Regions from separate parts of the Sus scrofa genome. Here all the other regions are linked to region 1. Evidence: chromatin contacts called from public HiChIP or PLAC-seq and promoter capture Hi-C data. All regions are on one chromosome and are shown on one strand. The core of a region is the stretch at or near the end of the contact, and the rest is flanking DNA. Distances in the headings are between cores, read along the strand shown. Region 1 holds the start of LOC110261671 (histone H2B type 1-H-like). Region 2 holds the start of LOC110261478 (histone H1.1). Region 3 holds the start of HMGN4 (high mobility group nucleosome-binding domain-containing protein 4).

Region 1 (3,159 bases), core at 309-2,808:
CGAATGTAAGTTGCCAGGATCCTTAGCCCACTGAGTGAGGCCAGGGATGGAATCCACATCCTCAGAGACCTCGGTCCTTAATCCTCTGAGCTATAAAGGGAACTCTGGGACATATATTTTTAATTTCCCAGAGAGCTACAAGAATTTTAGAAAGTAGATGAATATGCATGTCTGAATTTGAGATAAATCTGAGATGGGGACATAAAGATTTGGAAGTCATTAGCCACACACACACACACACCACACACTAGCATTAGCAATGAAGTGTCCTACAGCTCTCTCTGCCTTATTTGCCAATATTGAACTTTGTTATTTGCCTGCACTTACAAGCCATGAGTTTGGTGATGCCTATTCTCTGCTGCAATCTCTGCAGTTTCCTCTACTTCCCAATTTCCTTTAATCCTCAAACAAGCTGTTACCTCAGAATTTACCCCTCTATGCTCCCTTTATATTCCTGTGCTTATCTCTTGCTACATTGCACCTTGTTTTGGTTTCTCCCTGTTAGATTTTCTTTGGGATAAGTGGTGTTTTATTAACATTGTATCTTTAACGAATGACACGTGTCATAAGAATTTATTGAAAACAAATGCACTACTTTGTGCCTGCATTTCTTGAAATAACAACTGTCTTCATCATTATTCTTAGAATGAGCTTAACAGCATCCAATACCGTCGTTGTTTCAACCAAGTTTAGAATACTCTTGACATCTCAATATTAAATCATGAGTCAGTCTAGAATCTTGCAGATTCATTGGCCTTTGAACTAGTCTAACACAAATGTCATTTTGTTGACAAGGGCTGCTAAATACAAGAGGTAAGCTAATTGGAAATGCAAGTGTCACCTTTTTATGATGATAGAAGTGGCTCTGAAAAGAGCCTTTTGTTTTGTTGTTTTTATGCCGAGTACTTATTTGGCTTTGTGGTGGCTCTCGGTCTTCTTGGGCAACAGCACGGCCTGGATGTTGGGCAGGACACCGCCCTGAGCGATGGTAACTTTGCCCAGCAGCTTGTTGAGTTCCTCGTCGTTGCGGATGGCCAGCTGTAGGTGACGCGGGATGATGCGTGTCTTCTTGTTGTCACGAGCTGCGTTGCCCGCCAGCTCTAGGATTTCTGCGGTCAGATACTCCAGCACCGCCGCCAGGTACACCGGAGCACCTGCGCCGACCCGTTCAGCATAGTTGCCTTTACGAAGCAGGCGGTGCACTCGGCCCACCGGAAACTGAAGGCCAGCCCGTGAGGACCGGGTTTTGGCCTTGGCGCGAGCTTTACCCCCTTGCTTTCCTCGTCCAGACATAACTGGGAGACTGAACAGCAGTTGTCAAAGATGACTGAGTCTGAGGTCCCGAAACCACAGTTTATAGCCACTGCAGGGCGCGAAAAGGAAGCTGTACGATTGGCTAACGTTTCACTTTCGTTTTGACCAATGGAAACACGACTAGATAGGATGCGTTCCTTGATTGGGTAAAACAGATCTGTGAGGTCAGTGGAGAGTAACAGCCAATCGCCAGAAAGCTTGTTTCCACCTCATTTGCATAAACCCTAGCCCTTAAAGAGGCGCCTCTCTGGCCTTCGGCTGTTCATTTTACATCGAACGCCAGACTTCATCATGCCTGATCCAGCTAAGTCCGCTCCTGCCCCCAAAAAAGGCTCCAAGAAAGCCGTGACTAAGGCGCAGAAAAAGGACGGCAAGAAGCGCAAGCGCAGCCGCAAGGAGAGCTACTCGGTGTACGTGTACAAGGTGCTGAAGCAGGTCCACCCCGACACCGGCATCTCGTCCAAGGCCATGGGCATCATGAACTCTTCGTCAACGACATCTTTGAGCGTATCGCGGGCGAGGCCTCGCGGCTGGCGCATTACAACAAGCGCTCGACCATCACGTCCCGGGAGATCCAGACGGCCGTGCGCCTGCTGCTGCCCGGGGAGTTGGCCAAGCACGCCGTGTCCGAGGGCACCAAGGCTGTCACCAAGTACACCAGCTCCAAGTAAATGTGTTCGTAGGCAGTGTCAAACCCAAAGGCTCTTTTCAGAGCCACCTAACCTTTTTCAAAAAAGAGCTGTGGTGCTTTGTCTGTCTCTTGGAGGGGCGGGGTGAAGTGCGTAGGGCTCTGGGTGGTAATTGAAAATAACACTTGCCCCAAACTTGCGGTTTATCTGACAGGTGTTCAGGGAAGGAACTCGAGTCCCCTAGATTCAAATGATTTTTAGTACCTTCTGTAAGTGGCACCTGGAAGCCTATAATTTTCGACTTCTGCTGTCTACGTGTACAGGTACTACAAACTTGTACACTGCAGTCCTTCCCCTCATCATTTTGCAGCAGGTCACAATGCCCTGTGAAAATGCAGGAACTAAAGAACAAGTGATCCAGCTACAAGATGTGATCTGAAGAGCTTTCTAACTCCTTAAGAGACAAATAAGTATTCGTGAAAAGAGCCTTTACAAGTTGACGGAAATATAAGATACAGGGGAATCGCCGCTAAGGGCATAGAGGGTTTGGCTCTGGTGCTTCAGGGAACAAAGTCCATAGCCAGGCAGTCTTCGGCTTGGCGTATTTAAGTAGGTTAACGCCGTCAGGATCACGGTGTCTTAAAAAAAATCTCAGCGCCTGGTGGATATCTAGAGGGAACCAGGTGCTCTTGACTCCATCGCTGCGGGCAAGGAACCTAATGGGCTTGGTGATGCTCTGGATGTCACACAGCACCTTACCGTGACGCTTAGAATCACCATTACCCTAGTCCTTCCCTGCCTTGCCTCGGCCTTGCTATGTTGAAAATACATAGAATTCTGTGGTGGCTCAGCTGGCTAAGGATCAAGCATTGTCACTGCTCTGGATCTGATTACTGCTGTGGTATTCCATTCCTGGCCTGGCCTCCTTCCCCGAAACCCCCCAAAAGAAACTAGCATCCAGACTCCAGTCAGATGGTTCTCTAGGACATTAGTCTGATAGCTGAGACTCCCGACTTTCCGAATAAAGTTATTCCTTGCCCCGACACCTCATCTCCCAATTTGTTGACCTGTCCTGCAGCAGGCAGAACAAGCTTGCACTTGGTAACACAAGGAGAGGGTTGGAGAGAGGGATCTTTCTAATTGTAACCCTTTTATGCACTTTATATTTGGAATCATACGTTCACATTGTCAATAAGTAAAACACATGTGAGATAAC
Region 2 (3,159 bases), core at 416-2,915, 860 kb after region 1:
TATAATTGCCAAAGACCTTACAATCACTTAATTTCAACGTTAATAACGCCGAACATCACCTCTTTAAAGTTAAGAACCGGTAGCCCAGAGTCTATATTTTGATTGGTTGAGCCCATTATACCGACTAGCCATTAAGGAAGCAGAACTAGCATCCTTCATTTGCATGAAGCCTTTCCATTTCTTTTGATGCCTGTTAAACCCAATAGATACAGTAGGTACAAATCATTTAAAGAAATTCGTGAATACAGTATTTCCTTTTTAAAAGCTATGTTTGATTAAATGCCACATTCCTCTAAGAAATGCTTGTTCTTTTCCAGAAGTATTTACTTATGTAACCTTCCTCTTGGAGAAAGATTGTATGTCTGTTATAACTGTCCTTTAAACTAAGAATCATAGCTCCAATTGTTCTCTTCCAAATTCTTAGAAATTGCACGATACATTTTGTAAACAAGACTCTCAAGAGAATGAAAAAACTATTAGAGAAAACACATCAAAGGCTTATGGAAGCATTAACGTAGAGCTCTTATGTTGAGGAAAACCAGGGAGGCTCAAGTTACTCAGGCTAGTGCGGACTTGTTTGAAAACCGCAGTCGCGCGCGCGCGCACGCGCGCGGGAATTACACGTCACTACTTCATTTGCCCTGGTCCTAGGCGACTGCCCAGGGCCGAATTGTGAGAGAGGCATTTTATTCTCTCAGTAGTTTGATTAGTAATATGAAATCATTTTAGCATCATTAACAATTTTACAGCCACAAACAAATTAAAGGGAGATGGCCTTAACATTATACCTTGGGCCCGACCCTCTTGCTTTCAAACTAAGGCAATTTATCCCCATCTCCCCTCCCCCAACACCTCCCCACGAGCAATGTCTGAGAACAGTTTAGTTCACCCACAGCTTGCTTGCGCCCATCATGCGTTAGGTTTTGAGGTTGGGCTATGTTGTGAGTATGAAAAGGCATTGAAAGTTCGCTAAGCCCATTGGGCTGCAGGAACAAACTGCAATTAACAGAAACTGTTTGCATGCTATGTTTTCCATAGGCGCAACTTTAATGCTAATTGCGGTGTTAGCCAGTTCCTCTGTTTTTCAAATTCTTTTGCCCCAAATACATAATGCATCCTGGTGCGGACCAAGAGCGCCAGTGCCTCCGGTCTTTACCACACATCACTGTTCAGAGCTGCCAGGAAAGGCAGTGGCATCAATGAGAACTTGTCTCGAACCTGCAGATCAGGCCTCCAACCCCTCGATTTCCTCTCCCTCCCAACCTTTTGCATTTATTGCAGTTAGGAACGAATGTCCCTGACCTTGCTTCCTAGAGGTGAAGGCTCAGGTGAAACTCTTTGATTCTTACGTGATTGCCTTACAGCGCCCCGACCTGCAAATAAACCCTGCATTTTTTAAAAGGGAAACAGCACCCTCTGATGGTAATGGGCAGCAAAGCCGTACTCTCCCTTGCCTAGTATTTGTCTCCACGAGGCAACCGGCGAGAAGGGTGGAGGGTTTGTTGTTGGGCGCCTCAGTGCCAGCGCCAGGGAAGCGGGACCATAGGGTTCAGGTGCCGGCGACTGCCTTCTGAGACCCTGGGGGGAACGCAGGGGGCGCTAGGGTGCCGGGGGCGGGCGCCGGCGCGCACCAATCACAGCGCGGCCCCGCCCTATAAATACCGCGCGTCCGGGCTCGTGCTGTCTTACTGCTTTGTCAGGTCCTAGCTGTTTTCCTATTCTTGTTCTGCTCTCACCATGTCCGAGACCGCGCCGCCCGCCCCGGCTGCTTCCACTCCTCCGGAGAAGCCTTCGGCTGGCAAAAAGACGAAGAAGCCTGCGAAAGCTGTAGCAGCTGCGAAGAAAAAGCCTGCGGGTCCTTCAGTTTCGGAGCTGATCGTGCAGGCCGTTTCCTCCTCTAAGGAGCGCAGCGGCGTGTCCCTGGCTGCGCTCAAGAAGGCACTGGCGGCTGCCGGCTACGATGTGGAGAAGAACAACAGCCGCATCAAGCTGGGTCTCAAGAGCCTGGTGAGCAAAGGCACCCTAGTGCAGACCAAGGGTACCGGCGCCTCCGGTTCTTTCAAACTCAACAAGAAAGTGGCCTCTGTGGAAGCCAAGCCCAGCGCCACAAAAGTGGCAGCGAAAGCTAAGGCAACTAGTGCTTCTAAGAAGCCCAAGAAGGCCACCGGGGCGGCTGCTGCTAAGAAGGCTGTCAAGACTCCGAAAAAGGCTAAAAAGCCAGCGGTAGCGAAGAAGCCTTCCAAGAGTCCCAAGAAGCCCAAGGCTGTGAAGCCTAAAAAGTGGCTAAGAGCCCTGCCAAAGCCAAGGCTGTGAAACCCAAAGCTGCCAAGGCAAAGGTGACCAAGCCAAAGACTGCCACGAAGCCCAAGAAGGCAGCACCCAAGAAGAAGTAAAGTTCCGGTTGGAATCTTCAGTAACCCAACGGCTCTTTTAAGAGCCACCAACTTATTTCAAAGAAAGAGCTTTAGTACAGAGAAACCTTACAAACTGCAGTCTTTGCAAATGCAGCGTTTCTAAGGCTGTGTTTGTCCCACAATGTAGAGGCTCAGGGTAAACTTTGCTGTGGGGTCCTAAGTTAACTACTGAAGAAACTAGCGTTTTCTGGTCTCCCAGCAGAGGCTCAGGAGCTCTTTTGCCTGAATCTTGGGCATCTTTACATAAATACCTGGGGGAATGTTGGGGGCCTGTCCAGGTCTCCTCATATCGGTTTTCCGTGGTAATTACCTGTAGCTGTGTTTGAACCTGTGGCTCGGGCTGGGTCCTTATACTATATGCTGGTTTGTCCCTACAATTCCTGAGTGTTCTCTTGAGATTTCTGGGGGCATTACATTCTAGGGTGATATTGCTAAATCGGCATTTTACAAAATGGGGTGGCCCTGTGAAAAATTGTAACCAGTGAAACTTAAGGCTTAACACTACAGGGTGTGGCTGGGGAGCTGTCTGACCTTAGGGATGATGGAGACCCTCTGGCCTGCCAGGCGCTCAGATTGGTGTCTCGAGCTCAGCAGGTAGGCCTCGCACAGCTACCGCACCATCAGGCGGAGCTCTGACCTTGCAAGTCGTTCTGGCTCCGCGACTTAACCTTGGGTCGATTTGCAGGTTGTCAGCTAGTTTCCTGCCATGCGTCAGGACAAAGGATATTGGCTGCACTGGAATTTT
Region 3 (3,159 bases), core at 301-2,800, 580 kb after region 1:
GCTTGTCTCCTGAGCGGGAGCAGGGAGAGTAAGGGCTGATGGGTGGGGCCTTACTTCAGCCCCCTCCTGGGGGAATGCCTCTCAGGCCTAGGGCACTGACATGTGCAGAGAGGGAGAGGTAACGGTGGGGTGCTCTTTGTACAAAAGAGAAACATGGTTTTGCACAGAAATAAACAGCCTTGGGTAAGGGGAAAAAAAAAAAAAGTATTCCTGTGGTTTGGCCTCAGAGAAAGATGGAGAGGACAAAACCCAACACCTCCAGGACCCTGAGACCCTTGCTCCTGGAAGGCACCATATGAACTCACATGTATTTCTGAGTGGTATAGAGGGGTTTTTAAATGGAAATGTCTTAGACAAATTTGCATCGAGCACCTGTCCAACTTATTGCCTTGTTAAGAAGGGAAACAACAAGATGACAAAAGCATGTGTCTTTCAGAGAAAGTATGAAAATGAGGGAGTGACAGGGCTGGGGAAGGGATGCTTATACAAGTTGCCTGTTTAAAAAAGAAAGAAAGAAAGAAAAAAAAAACCAGGAAAACAGTTCATTACGTAAGTATTGCTCTTACTTGTCTTATGGTTATAAAAACATCACATTCATATCAGTCATTTGAGGGAATCTGGAACATTGCCATCTGAGAGACTAGGCTTGGTTACCCTTAGAAACAGTAACAACAACAGTAATAATAATACACCTAAGAAGAAAATCTAGAGGCTATGTTGAAGCTGTATGGTGTTACATACATATAATTTTATACAAATTGTATAATGTTTTTCTTCCATTAACACTGAAGCAGGCCATGTCAGAAACAGAGGTACGAGGCCAAACACCAGGGCCCAAGTCCTGATTTAAAACAGGTATTGCCAGGGACTTTTCTCAAGACTCAAGGCAATATGCAACAGTTGGTCTATTTCTTAACTTTGGGATGCTTTTTTCTTTTTGACAGGGAGAGCAGAAGGCCCAAGTGGTGGAAAGCTCAGCCCTTCGGTGGCCACTGAGGAGGGGATTCTCAGAGGTGAGGCCGCCTAAGATGGAGAGGAGAGGGGAGAAAGAGCCCAGGCCAGTGGCAGACCTATTCAGGGCCACAGCCCTGCGGGCCCTATGCTTTCAAATCCTCTTCTTGCTTCTCCTTTTTCTGCCCTAGAGCTTCCCTGGAGACTTCTCACTCCAGCAGGGCCTGTAATGACCCTCCCCTCCCGAATTCCGCTATTCTTGAGAATGGGAGGCAAGGCGGAGGTGGGGGGGACCCTAGGTGACCTCATCACTACGAGGGCCGGATTGCAGGAGGGTCCCGAATCTAGGCAGGGCGGCCGCACTCCCCCCATTTTCCGGAGACGCTCGCAAAGGCCTCCTTCCGAGGTGCTTACCCGAGTCTCGCGGCCGTCCGAGCGGCGCGGGGCTCCCGACTGCCGGCCTGCTGCGCAGGTGCCCTCGGCTGGGGCAGGGCCGGCGTGAACCCTGCGATCGTGGAGAGACGCCCGGAGCCCGGCACAGCCGGGAACAGGAAGGCAAGGCAAGGCGGGGATGCGCTTCCGGGGCTGCGGGCGTCGGGCCACCTCGCGTCGCAGTCGGGGACAGCCCGGTTCTCCCCTCGTGATACTAGTGTCCGCCTCCGGGGGCCGCAGACTCCGGACCTACTTTGAATAGTGTCGCCACAGCACCACAGGCCGGGACAAGTGAGATAAGAAAAGGAGGGAAACGTATTTATGATTTTTTCAAATAAATGGTTTAAAGGAAATGTATGGTGGTAGAAAAACGTTTGTTTCCGCCCGGTTTCGAACCGGGGACCTTTCGCGTGTGAGGCGAACGTGATAACCACTACACTACGGAAACCTTGCGGTGATGGTTTTCCCCGACTGGTAGTTCATTCTACGGAACTCCCCACCCCCATGCCTCCGCTGCCCATTTGCTCCGTTCCTGTAAATCTCCGTCGTTAACGTGCACTTGGCGTCTGTGTACCATTCTCCTAAATCAGAGAAGCCAATTAAATGCGAAAGCCAAGCCCGTAGGGCGCATAGATCTGGAGCCGAGTTCTTAATAATTTATTCCGGAAATGGCTGGATAGGGGAGAACGAATGCGACTTTAACCCCTTCACTACCATTTCTCAGTCTGAACTAGATTTTAATTTCTTTCCCTTTGTTTACTATGTTACCTTTAGTTAGAATGGACTGGCGAAGCTGGGCGTGACACCCGGCCCGCGCGCATTTCTCCCGCTGGCGCCACCTCATGGCCGTACGCGGAATTGCTCTGCTAAGGAGTGACGTCTCCCGTTGCGGTTAAAACTGGCGCTTTCTCGCTCCCGAGACTTCCAGGCACACCTCACTTTATAAGGATTTCCTAACTTGATCGAACGTCTCAGCGGTAGGCAGAGGAGGTAAGTAAAAAGTAACCACGCACATCGAGCCAGCCAGGAGTCGAACCTGGAATCTTCTGATCCGTAGTCAGACGCGTTATCCATTGCGCCACTGGCCCGGCGTGTGTACACTTTTCAGGCGGGCATGCCTTCATCAGAAACAAGGCGGCGGCGCTGCTTCACGCGGTGCGGTCTGCGCCTGGGCCTGCAAGTTGCGTTGTCCTAGCTAGTTCAGACTTGCAGCGCGTGGACTCCCAGGCAGCCACTTTGCTTGCACGCGCGTCCCCCAGTGTCTGTAGTCCTGTCTCAGTGTGTCTGAACCAACCGAAAAATGGCGGTAGGAGGCAAGCCTGGCACTCTCTCGGCCTCAGTATCACCCCCATTCAATAATTCATTCATTCAACCGATATTACCATTCAAGGTACCGGAAATACAACTGTCAAGAAAATAGATTTGGGTAGGGGGATGCTGGAGGTTTGGGATGGAAATGCATTATACAACTACAAATGTAATAAATTCATTGAGTAATATAAATAAAATAAAATTTTTTTTTCACAAAAGAAAGAAAATAGATGTCATCCTTGCCCTGAAGAAGACTGTATGGAAGTAGCGAAGACGGTAATAAAGCACTAAATAAATAAAATAATAGTGATAAGCACTTAGAGGGAAGAATAAAACAAACGGGAAAAGGAATAGGAAAACCCAGCAGGGAAGGTGATGAAAGATAAATGTGGGTATTGGGGAAAGAGCGACCTGGAACAGGGGGAATCTCCAGGGCAAAGGCCTGGAGGTGGGAGCGCGCTTGGG

Evidence for each region. Promoter capture Hi-C pulls out the DNA fragments that hold promoters and counts their contacts. HiChIP or PLAC-seq counts read pairs in DNA pulled down with a chosen protein or histone mark.
Region 2: an H3K27ac HiChIP or PLAC-seq map of skeletal muscle shows a contact between it and region 1, with 13 times the contacts expected there. The contact joins the promoter of LOC110261478 here to the promoter of LOC110261671 in region 1. A contact is called at or near these places in 8 of 47 Hi-C or Micro-C datasets (alveolar macrophages, blood, differentiating spermatogonia and 5 more) and 1 of 2 datasets of contacts at active chromatin or transcription factors (skeletal muscle).
Region 3: a promoter capture Hi-C map of fetal liver shows a contact between it and region 1, with 6 times the contacts expected there. The contact joins the promoter of HMGN4 here to the promoter of LOC110261671 in region 1. A contact is called at or near these places in 2 of 5 promoter capture datasets (fetal liver and fetal skeletal muscle), 2 of 47 Hi-C or Micro-C datasets (embryonic fibroblasts and liver) and 1 of 2 datasets of contacts at active chromatin or transcription factors (skeletal muscle).

Annotation. Positions count from the first base shown.
Region 1 is chr7:21,580,921-21,584,079 of Sscrofa11.1, reverse strand. LOC110261671 (histone H2B type 1-H-like) reads left to right here and starts at 1,558. Exons shown (of 2, transcript XM_021099844.1): 1 at 1,558-1,795; 2 at 1,798-2,037. The coding sequence starts at 1,606. The coding sequence ends at 1,985. It overlaps LOC100157763 (histone H2A type 1-H), which reads right to left and starts at 1,345. Exons shown (of 1, transcript XM_001928557.5): 1 at 528-1,345. The coding sequence starts at 1,293. The coding sequence ends at 907.
Region 2 is chr7:20,716,422-20,719,580 of Sscrofa11.1, reverse strand. LOC110261478 (histone H1.1) reads left to right here and starts at 1,665. Exons shown (of 2, transcript XM_021098429.1): 1 at 1,665-2,278; 2 at 2,281-2,458. The coding sequence starts at 1,738. The coding sequence ends at 2,393.
Region 3 is chr7:20,997,304-21,000,462 of Sscrofa11.1, reverse strand. HMGN4 (high mobility group nucleosome-binding domain-containing protein 4) reads right to left here and starts at 1,550. Exons shown (of 2, transcript XM_001928253.7): 1 at 1,366-1,550. TRNAR-ACG (a tRNA gene) reads right to left here and starts at 2,471; the gene lies at 2,399-2,471. TRNAV-CAC (a tRNA gene) reads right to left here and starts at 1,831; the gene lies at 1,759-1,831.